Regions from separate parts of the Cyprinus carpio genome. Here region 1 is linked to region 2. A link is a contact called in public Hi-C data. All regions are on one chromosome and are shown on one strand. The core of a region is the stretch at or near the end of the contact, and the rest is flanking DNA. Distances in the headings are between cores, read along the strand shown. Region 1 overlaps LOC109047527 (nuclear factor 1 A-type). Region 2 overlaps LOC109047527 (nuclear factor 1 A-type).

Region 1 (5,795 bases), core at 405-2,904, 73 kb after region 2:
TAAAATACGTAAAAGTGTTGAAAATGTGTTATTTGGATTTTAAGGATTTTACTATAAAATTAAATCAGTGTACAGATGTGATTTTTGGCACTCTTCGAGTCTTTAAAAACGACACACACACACACACACACACAGAGAGAGAGCAAATAGACCTCATACTGCCTTAACACCGCAACAGAGAGGAAATCAATTGCCCGTCTCAATTATCATCAATGCAACTAAGATTTTTAGATATTTAATAATATTACTGTTAAACTGCTTATTTAAAAGAAAGGAAATAGTGCTTTAATTTTTTGAATTTTTTTTGTAAGACTAAGCTGTTTATCACAGAGTGCATATTGCTCAAAAAAATCTGAGTATTATTTATTTTTAATAAGAACTGTTTTTAGCAACAAATATTGAAATATATGAGCTATATATAAGTTCTTGTGTGAGGTTTCAAGTTAGTGATATTGTTACATTTACTGTGACTGATAAATGATTAAAAGCTTCCCCACAGTTTTGCATGGATTTAATAGAAATAAATAGAACTTCTGCTAACTTATCCAAGTCTTACATTATCAAGTCGCTGAAAAGACGACTTCAAAGTATGAGAACTTTCTCAGCTCGTCTTTCTCCACACATTACACATAATTTGTCTTTTTTTCGCATGAATCCTTCCCAGTATCTCCAAACAGACTGTAACTAACACGGTCAAAAGAACGTCCCTATATGCGACACAATACTGAGGCCTTCTCCTTTGTTTTATGCGTTCAATAAAACACACTTAACCAAACAGTTTAAAATCACATCAAGACTACGGTATAACGCTAAAGCTTTTCCAGACCTGTCACCTCACTTCACCTGCCACCATGATTCACACAATGAATGGTTTTTTAAATCTCCTTTAACCCTTTCAGCTGTGTCCAACTTTAGTTTTATTCTGTGCTAATTACAAAAGTGCAATAAGCAACAAACAAATAGCACTGTGCATATATATATATATATATATATATATATATATATATATATATATATATATATATAGCCTATATATATATATCAGCACATTATAAAGTGAGTTATCAAGCATGACAGCACCAAATCTAAGAGTCTTAAAAAAATAACAAAAAATAAAATGTATAAACTTGTCAATATTTAGAACTGCTGCTAAATGTCAGAAATACTGAGACAGTGAAGTTTGCAAAAGATAAAATCAAAGAGTTTCTGCTGCCTTGAAGAAAAAGTCTCATGTAAACAGCAGAGAAGCTTTTTATTGCCGACAGTTGGTTCAAACTAAAGTTAACACAGAAAACGGAATAGTTGTATTGATATTTAATAACAAAACGCACATAAAATAGGACTATTCTGATCTCGGATATGTGTTTAAAGGTGCACACGTTTATGTGACGTTTTAATCTCAAAACAGCTTGGTGTCATAGCAGAAGCTTTTTAAGTCGTGGAAAGAGTTTTTATTTTTGTACTTCTCGAGTTCTGGTGCTTTAAAGAACCCAGAGTGCTGTGAAAACCCTACAAATGCAACATCAAGAACTTTTTCATCTCTAAATAACCATAAAGCAACCTAACTTAAATCGTTAAAGAACTTTATTTTTAAGATCAAATGTGCATAACGTTGACTCTGCGAGCTCAGTGTAACGTTTTCTTTCATGCACAGCGCTCAACTTGCAGAATATAAACGTCCGTCCCCATGCAAAAAGCCGCTAGAATAAAATTCAGCTGTACATAAATGTGCACAAGAAACATATTTGTGTGTAAGGTGGGCGCCATCCGCCATGTGGTAGTTCAGTTGCCTCTGTCAGAGCAGAAATCACCTATAATAACCAACAAAAAGAAAAAATAATACACTAAAATTTCACATACATCAATCATACACGCTGTCCCAGCCAAAGACACCGCTCATACGCAACAAACAGAGTTAATAATAGACGAAAATGTCACTTACCTGTGTTAGGCATAGCGGAGAATACATATCTGTCGGTTTTAACTCCTGAATTGGCGATGTATATGTTGTGTGTGTGCGTGTGTGTGTGAGTATATTTCTTTATTAAAAAAGAAAAAAATATGTATATATATGAGTGTTTCGTCAGCACGCTGGAAATAGACAGAGAAGAAGGGAGAGAGGGAAAAATAAAGCCTTGCTTCTTGCTTTCACATTTCCAACTCTGCGAAGTGCGCGCGACGCTTCAGCGCTCCATAGAGCTGAACTTTAACCCCGCCTCGAGTTACACACATCTACTGTAGCCTACTGTACTGTTAAAGCCGTATATCCAAACTTTCGGCATTATCATCAAGTGCAGCCTTAGAGAAAAGTCCCGACGACGGATGGATGGAAGTGCACGGAGATTTCACAGAGCCATGAGTGAAACTGTGGTGATGAAGCGCCGAGATGAGCGATTATTTCATCTTGCGGTCATTTGAATAGAAAAAAAGGATAGAAAAAGTCGTCCGGATGCGTTACAAAACTCGCGTTTGGTTCATTCTTCGCTGTCTCTTATAGCGCCGCTCCGCGCCGCGCGCTTGCATCCGCCGTGAGGCATGTGGCGGTACGAAGCAAAACTGAGGCGGATTTACGAGCAGCGAGGAGGGCTCGGCATGCTTAGGAAGATTGTAATATCCTTAAAACCCCCTGTTGCAAAAGCTGCCACTTGTGTCGCGGTTAGTTTCGACCTGAGAGAGGGGGGAGAGAGAGACAGAGGAAAAAAAGTGAAGCAAGCGCACGATTCGAGTCCGCTGAGACGAAGCTCCCGTTCACTTTTGCCGTTTAAACTCTTGGGCTCTTCCATCAGCACAGCGCCCTCAATATCGGCACGAGAGCCATACACATGCGGGACAAGAGAAATGTGCACCCCCAATGCAGTTGCACTTCGTGTAGCTACACCGAGTATTGTAACGCAGAAAGTATGATGATGAATTTAACTTACGTCTTTAGCGTGCAGTTGTTATCTTATGCGCCCAGGATTTGCTTTTTAAACAAATAAATCAAGGAGTACCTACTTTTGAGAAATAAACGACTGGAAAAATAAAACATTCGTATCGCATTCACTACCCTCAGTAGTGTGTTGCCAAATGATAAAATAATTTCAGATTTGACAAATCAGCAATCATTTTAATGCAGTTCTTGCCAAGGTGCGTTTGCACATGAATGTTAGAGGCAGCATAAGTGCAACTGATTCTATCTATGCATAATTAAAAATACTAAATTAAATGTAACATTTAATAATAATAATATTAATAAAATGCTGCGTATGCTTAAATAGGCTAAATTGTAAGTCGCTTTGGATAAAAGCGTCTGCAAAATGACTTAATGTAAATGTAGGCTACACGTTGTAATTTTAACAACCAATCAGATTTAAGTCTCAAAAGCCTTAAGTGCAACTTAACACAATACTTGCTTAATTTCGAATCAGACCTGAAGTGAAAACTTTAGTTTGCACGCGAAATCCAAACTTATTGCTAATGATTTGATGAACTGGTTCAAAAGAGTCAATCGTCGGGGAACAGAACAAGCATGGACAGGCTGCGTGCAGTCGATTCACTAAAGGAATCGACTCAAAAGAGTCATTCGTGTGAGAATCGGACTACACTTTTTGCGTTTTACGTTTAAAATTCACTAAAAAGAGTATCATTCATTAGGTAACCGGACTATACTGCTCGCGCAATGTTTATGATTCACTAAAAATGAATCGTTCGAAAACATTTAGCGGCATCGAACGTCATTAGCTAAAAAAAAAAAAAAACGTTGCGTTACGAATTATCGCAGGATAAATCGTTTATAACTCTAGAAAAGCGTTCTTTTCGTTGTTACAAGAAAATAAATAAATCAATGCTTATTTTTGTTCCTTGTGCTCACGTATGTTTATGCAAACCCAAGTAGCCTATTTCACATGCAGCATTTCTTTCCTCATGTGTTGAACATTGTTTCAGAATATTTTGAAACGGCCAGTTATAAGCACCAGTGTTTTCAGTATCATCTTTCATTTCTGAGGCCTGATGTGCGGCTGGCATGTTCCTTAAGAGGATGTGTCTATTAATATTTTTATCTGAGATTTTGATATTTCAAAGAGCCAATGGAATAAACCACACAAATGAAATTGTGAATGTTTTATCAAAAAAACAAAACAAACACAGCTAAATGAATCTGAAATAGCTACTGCAGTGATTTAAAAGTATGGACACTGATGGATAGGAAAGCGACTGCCATATGCATTGTTATGTTTCTAATCACGTGTACAGAACATGCAAACATCATTAATAAGCAAACCTAGTTCATGTCATTAGTTTGGTTGGCATTCGACAGCGTTTTATTATTATTAACCAACTACTCTCGCCTGTAAGTCAATCGGGCGCCCCCTAGAAAACAGCAACGTGCAGGCTTCATTTCAGCACACACAGAAAAGTGCTTTCCAGAATGACAGGATGATATTCTAAATGAAATATTAGTCTGTTGGAGAAAAAATCAACACTAGCCTATATTCCATGAAGTCAAAAATCTGATGTGCATCAACATTTGTGTGAGCATCAACCCGTGAAACAAACATCAAGGTGAGTTTTGTTAAATCTAAGATATAGGTGATGATTACACAAAACACTGTGTGGTAGAAAATATAGGAAACTGGATATTAATAATGCTCACATCTCAGTCACACTAACTTGCTGTAGGTGCACGTCCGTCCCTCTGGTGTTTTCATGAGCTGCTCTGTGATTGGACAACACAGTGCAATTCAAAACTCACGCGCATGTGACGCCAATCACTCCTGCACGCCGCGAGACGAACTCCCTCAGACAGTCGGTTTGTCGGTAAACAGCCTCGCGGAAACACAAATACATTAGATTGGGAATAGAGAGAGCGCTTATCTTCATGATATCAGACTTCCGTTGTGTTTTGACAGCCTGACGTGAATGCAAAGGCTCGAAATGTGCAACACGGTCTTTCAGGAATGTGTCGTCTCAAACTTTATGTAGCCTACTATAAAACAGACACATTTGATGACAACTGATTAATAAAAGCAGATAAAAAATGTTTTGTATTTGTTTTTTTGTTTTTTTCCAAATATTTTATATTGTCTTGACCTTGAGCGAAAATGATGTAATAGCTAAATAAACAGTCAACCTTGTCACTTCTCAATAGCCCATATATGATATATTTTTCTTAAATTTACCTTGAGATTGCACAATCAGATTTATTAGAACTTAAATATCACCTTTGATAGAATATTTCAAATATTTAAAGAAATGTGCTTTACAAATGATCTTTTTTGTTGTTGTTGCATCCATTGATTAGAATGATCCTTCATAAACACACACACAATAGTTTTTGTAGTAAAGCAAAGAAAAAAAATGCTTTTGCATTTCTCAAAAAACACAAAAACGTTCTTTTCCAGTCCTGGATATTTGACAGGTACCCAGATGTGCAACTTCGACTTGGTCTGGAACACTAAAGTTGCAATCGATTCTGCAGGTTTTAACTCTTTAACGGGAGACTTGAAACGGAGTCGCGTGGCATCGTTCATTTTCACACGTGCACTGCGTGTAGACAGATCAGCCAGCTGTATTTAATTATGCAGCCTTTACAAAACTTAAAAGCTGCCTATAGAAAATTGACGAGAATTGTATCATTTAATAAAATATTCTGATTCTGAAATTAAATAAACACCTGATATTATTTGATTTGCGGAGCTTCTTAAAATGCCCAATCAGGCCTAAAAGTGCTGAGGACTGAATTCAAAACTCACAGATATTTAGATATTTACAATCACAGATAGGCTTCGTGCCTGTACGTCATTTAATTTACATTT
Region 2 (5,976 bases), core at 2,636-5,135:
TCTTGTTCTGCATTCTGCCTTAATCGCTCTATCAATCTGAGAATGACTCGATTGTTTCCTCAAGCTTGTGAAAATACTCACCTTCTTGCTATCTTCACTTTATTAATAAATTTAAGCGCCAAACATTTAACATTTGAAAAGCCGTATCTGCAATACAAATACAGCTTAATTACGGAAAACAGAATCTGAGCTCATAAAAGAGACACTGTCTAAAAAAGACTGCACAAAAAAAACTTAGTTTGTACTTTAGAGAGTCCAAGTACTGTTGACCTGCACTGCATTGAAGCACTTTCAGCTGACTGCTGCATTTCGCTAGTGTTTCGATTTCTAATGAGTGGAGGGATAGTGGATTCAGCCCATTGTTCTGAAAACAGCGCTGAGAAACCAGAGAAGCTTTCCTCCAGCACACTGGTTAATCACTAGCCTCATACTACCTTTGGGCTGAATTTAAGCTGCTTGAACTAGGGTGCTTCAGACCTTGTAGTTTTATTCTGCTGCTGGCCTTCGCATACTAGGGTGTAACAGGCGCTAAATCATGCCAAGCTTAAGATTGTGACCTTTGCACAACACCTAATGTACTTACCTAACTTTACATGTTTTTAGGTTCATTATGAAAGCTCAATTGATTGAGTTATAACTGACTCATCAGGAGCTTTTTTAAAACTTACTTTTCAGTTAAAATATTTTGTAAAAAATCATTAAAATATGATAAATTTATATGAGAAGCAACACTGCTTTTTTCAAAGAATGTATCATTAATATATATATATGGGCCAATGGCATTATATTACTGACAATAAAGTTTAGTCTTTTAAAACTGCAAAGTGAAATGTTTATTTTAATGATAAATATTATTAAATAATTAAATATTATTACTTTATAAAAAACAATTGGGGAGGGGGGTGTTGCACTGCATGACGTTTTTCAAAAAATATTCACAATTTAAAAATATATTTTATGTATTTTTGAAAAAAAAAAAAAGATTGTGTCATGTCATTGACCCATATTTTTAAAACTACACTCATATTAAAGACACATTGTATGAAAACAAGTCTTAATATCTCATGCAATGTTGTAGAGTTCTTACTCTGTGAGACTCGCACGAGCTCAGAGACGGTGAAGACACCTGATGTGATGAAACTGTCCTGGAAGCCAAGGTGCCCTAGGAGACAAAAAGAAAGAGGAGGAAAAACTGTTATCGCAATGAACATGACAAAATACAGAGGAAAGACAATGTTTATGTCAACAACGCACTCACACACAGTCCCGGTGGGGAAAGAAATAGGGAGTGTTTAGAGTGACACTGAGGGTAGAACACATCTGGATTTGGTCCCATGAGTGTCTGCAGTACAGTGGGGCAGAGGCACTTTGCGGTGTGGCGCACACACATATACAAACAGCTGTATAGGAAGCCCAAGAAAGCACAATTATATATGTGTTTACATATGATATGTGGTGGAATCTCGGTCTAACACATTCTTTGTGAGGCAGGGAAAAATCGGTTGCCTCTTCCAACAGACAGACAGACCAAAATGACTGTGTTCATTGTGCTGACTACGGCTGACCCAGGACCTGCCACACACCCTGCGGGCTGCTGCTCTGCTTGAGGAGCCCATATAAGCCTCAGATTCAACCACAGACACCTAAACTTACTACCATTCGACACCACAGAATCAAAACATGCAGTCAGTGTGTACTGCATATCCCATAATGATCTGATCACATATAGTGTGTGGAAACTGATGATATGGCAAGATCATCACAAGTCAGACATAAGCTTATGATATGGTACATACAGTATGCACTAGATTAGAAGTTAATAGGTTGCAACATCAATGTGGTAGTTGCAAAAGTGAGAACTGTAAGATAAAACACAAATAAATAACAGAAAATAAGTTAATAAAAATAAGGCATTGTTAAGAAAAACCAAATGATTATTTTATTACATATATTACAAATAAAGCAAAATATTTACAAACACTTTAAACATGTATTTTAGTTGTCCTCACTCCACAAAAAAAGCAATGCTATTCATTAGAAAAATAATAAATTAAAAACAAACAATTTTATTAATTATTACTACAAAAAAAAATAAAATAAAAAATAACATGTATATATTGGTATATATTCATTTTTGAATCATTTCAAATGTTCTTGATAATTTCTACTGCAAAAAAAAGCAAAAAAAGAAAAGAAAAAAAAAGCTATGTTTTATTCTAACTCATTCCATCCTCAATGACGGCAACAAGAACACGGCAAATGATCAAACTCAATATGACTCACGTTATGTAAATAAATGCAAAACATAAGAATCTCAAATGTTATATATACGAGACGTTGCAATGCTCGTCAAGGTTCATTCTCCTGAGAAAAAAAAAAATATATATATATATATATGTATAGAGGAAGGTGACAAGACGAATCTCGAGAAGAAGTGATGTAGCTATTAAAGGACTTCCTGCACTGCTCGGTGGCTGGCAAGCTATAAAACCAACAATAGAAATGAGTTTAATCTTGACTGGCTGGATGAGGAGACGTATAGCATGTGGACGGGTGGAATAATAAATAATAAAAATAGAGAGAGAGAAGAGAAGGAGAGAGAGAGACAGAGGGAGGGGTAATATCTACAGCTCACTGCAAGAGAAAGTGCTGACATGAGCTAAAAGACCCAGAGAGCATTCCTGCACAGATGCCCCTGAGATTGAGAAGAAGTGAGATAGAGTTTGTTCGGGGAGGTATCAGAAGGAGGGGAGACGTACAGTATGTTACAGGGCATGTGGCAGGAAGTCAAGGTAGATTACAAAATGACAAAGCGACCAGGACAGTGGGCTACAGGGTCGAGAGCAAGAAAGGCAAAAAGTCAACGTTTCCACACAGCTGTACATACTGTGAAACAACAATAATACCGAGCAGAAGTGAGGCGCACCATTACTTGGAAAATGGAGGGATGACGCAATGGAGCTGAGGAGGGAGAGAGCAGGCGAGCGAAGGAGCGTTCGTCACTTGAATTCCAGTATAGGGAGCATATGCACCCGGAGTTCACTGAGGGCATTTCCATGAGTGCCTCATATAGGGAGACAGGGGCGAGGGAAGGGGCAGGGCTTCTATATCTCAACACGGATAATCACTCCCAGCTGTGTCCACTGTAGCGCCGCACACACACATGTAGGGAGGGGCCACGGTTCGCCTTTCATAGCAGCACCGAGACCTCAACAAGCCTCCTGCGCAGCAACAAGAGCGCCGTGTGGAACTACACCGGGCCTCGGGACAAGCAAACCGATACTGTATCTGGGTAGTTGACAAAACAAACTTTTTATTCAACATCAAGACTTTAGGTGAATGTGTGTATATTTGATGTGCTTTGGTCATTATCCTACAACATCTTAATGATCTTTTTGCTTCTTTAAACGAGTAAAAATGAATATACAACAAGATAAAAAAAGGGGTCTTGTTTTTAATCAAGTATATGACTGGATTGTGAAAAGTGTGTTTCGGACCAGAATGGAGCCATGCAATGTGAATGAGAATTAGCAAAAACAATGGCTTAACTTTCATTGGTGCAAATTGCCACTGGCCTTGGTGATGTCATCAGAGATGGAAAGTTGTTGAAGGGGTGGAGCAAGTTACCTAATTCTAATTGCTAATTACAAAGAGTGTTTTTTTTCTATTTTAGAATCACGTGCACTGATAAGGAATGTGTATTAAGAAATCAGCAATGAGTAAAACATGATATTCAACGATTAGTGAAAAGTGTGCATTACATATCAGAATGAAGCCAGACATGAAAATTAGCTAAAACTGGCTGAATTGCTATTTGTTTTTATTATCTAATATAAAGCATGGCCTTGGTGATGTCATCAGAGACTAGAAGTTGTTTAAGAGGCTGAGCAAGCTGATGATTGGATAGTGAAAAGTGTGTGTTACATACCAAAATAGAGCTAGTGAGAAAACAAAAGTCAAATTTCATTTTCATTGTCTTTCATATGTATTTCTATTCGACTTTTATACCTCTCAGTTATTCATTTTATCATCAACCACGTGTATAAAGCATAATAACCTGAAAAATCTCTTTTCAAATAGTCTTAGATGAAGTATCCACTGCTTGACATTTGACAGCCACCCATAAACAAGCCTCACAAGAGACAGTAAACAACAGTTTAACCATTTTTACTAGCTTCTTAACAAATGTCTCTCACATTCTTTTCGATTTTCTTGTGCTCTCTGTTATGGGTTTCCCACCTCCCTTCTCTCTCTCCTGGGCTTGTAAAGAAGAGGATATCCTCTGGCCTTATCTAATAGTCTGCGGATTGTGCAACAGCTGCCTCGTCCCAGAAAGACAGCAGCCCGCTCTGTGAAAGTGCACGTAGCATGGAGCACAAGGGTCAAGGTTTACCAGCAAAAACAAACCATGGAAAAATAAAAGTTGATCATGTTTTCCTGCATCGGGGACGAGAGGGAGACAGAAATAAGGGAGAAATAGAGGTGGTGATGACAGGGAGAAGTTGGAAGTATGCCTCAAGCTATGTCTGACAGTATTTAACAGGCAGTGAAAGAAGTCAGTGGTCTTTGAAGGGATAGCTCACTCTAAATAAAAATTCTCTCATCATTTACTCACACGCATGTTATTTCAAACCCGTATAACTGTCTTTCTTCCATGCAAGCAAATATATGATATTTTTCCTGGCTGCTCTTTTCCATTCTTATGTAGCTCTCAAATGTCATTCTTCATGACACAATGTACTTAGATTTGAGAGCTGCACTTGAAGAACAATATAAATTTCGGCTTCAGAAGAAAAATATAATAATTATACAAGTATATATATATTTATATATATATATTGTGTGTGTGTGGTGTGTGTGTGTGTGTGTGTGTGTAAATAATTCAATTATTATTATATAATTTAATAAAATATTAAAAATGTAATTATTGTTTTTTTTAAATTAATACATGTGTTAAATGTATAAATATGTTACTTAAGAATTCATACATATTATTTAAGTTTTTAAATCATTTAAAATAATATAAATGTTCTATAATGTTATATGATATTTATGTGCTTTTACACACACACACATATATGAGCTTAAATATGATAACATTTATGCACATAAATATAACATTTATATATCTATATCTATGTATCTATCTATCTATATCTATATCTATCTATCTATCTGTCTATCTATCTATCTATCTATATATATATATATAGATATAGATATATATACATAGATATATTTACATATCTATACCAAAGATATTACACACAACTGTCATAATATATTTAATTTAATCGAATGGAAAATCATAGTGAAAGTGTTGTGTAATTTCTCATTTTATAATTTTGAAAAATCCCTTTATGAGGCAGTGAAGTAAAGTCTCAGGTCTTCAAATAAAAGTTGGATACATTGTTTTCACATCCAGTGGGTCAAATGCTGCTGATCTGAGACCAGTTTTGTGAATTAAAAAGGATGCTTCAGATCAAAACTGGAAATAATCCGAAGATCACGATGACAGATATAGATACCAGATGGAGCGAGTTTGTACGGGAGAGAAAAAATGAAAAAAAGACATTAGCGGAGTGATTATATGCAGCCTATATCAGCACAACTCAGGGGTGATCTTCAGTTCAACATGAGAGAGAGAGATGAAAAGATAATATCAGCTACATGCAGGATGAGAGAGATGAACGCGCTCATCTGTCTGTATCCTCTAATCTGAGTAAACAGGGCCATGTTGGTGTCACACACAAGGGCGTGGAAATAATAGCTCAAGCTTCGCACACAAATGCGATAATCTTTAAGTTAGGAGGAAAATATGCCTTATAATCCAGTGTTGAGGGACGCGTACGTAACAGCGCTCCAGGGGGGTTGTGGGAGGATAAAGCGGAACTTTTTGACATCATTCTCTGTTTAAACTCAAGCAAACAGGCCATTCAATCATTGTGTTTATGTTTTCTCAAACTGTAAATCTGT

Evidence for each region. A called contact is a pair of places that touch in the nucleus more often than the background predicts.
Region 1: a Hi-C map of skeletal muscle shows a contact between it and region 2, with 4 times the contacts expected there. The contact joins two enhancer-like sites. A contact is called at or near these places in 4 of 8 Hi-C or Micro-C datasets (liver and skeletal muscle).

What each region holds. Positions count from the first base shown.
Region 1 is chrA22:9,348,922-9,354,716 of ASM1834038v1, forward strand. All of the region lies in intron 1 of LOC109047527 (nuclear factor 1 A-type), which reads right to left. Among protein-coding and RNA genes, the nearest start is that of LOC109047527, 29 kb to the right of the region's middle. Within about 2 kb of position 1,655, at least 2 of the 8 cell types and tissues checked have an H3K27ac peak or open chromatin away from gene starts, as enhancers often do. A contact at or near this core is called in liver and skeletal muscle, where this site is marked.
Region 2 is chrA22:9,274,001-9,279,976 of ASM1834038v1, forward strand. LOC109047527 (nuclear factor 1 A-type) reads right to left here. Exons shown (of 11, transcript XM_042711789.1): 4 at 1,088-1,162. Among protein-coding and RNA genes, the nearest start is that of LOC109047523, 76 kb to the left of the region's middle. Within about 2 kb of position 3,886, at least 4 of the 8 cell types and tissues checked have an H3K27ac peak or open chromatin away from gene starts, as enhancers often do. A contact at or near this core is called in liver and skeletal muscle, where this site is marked.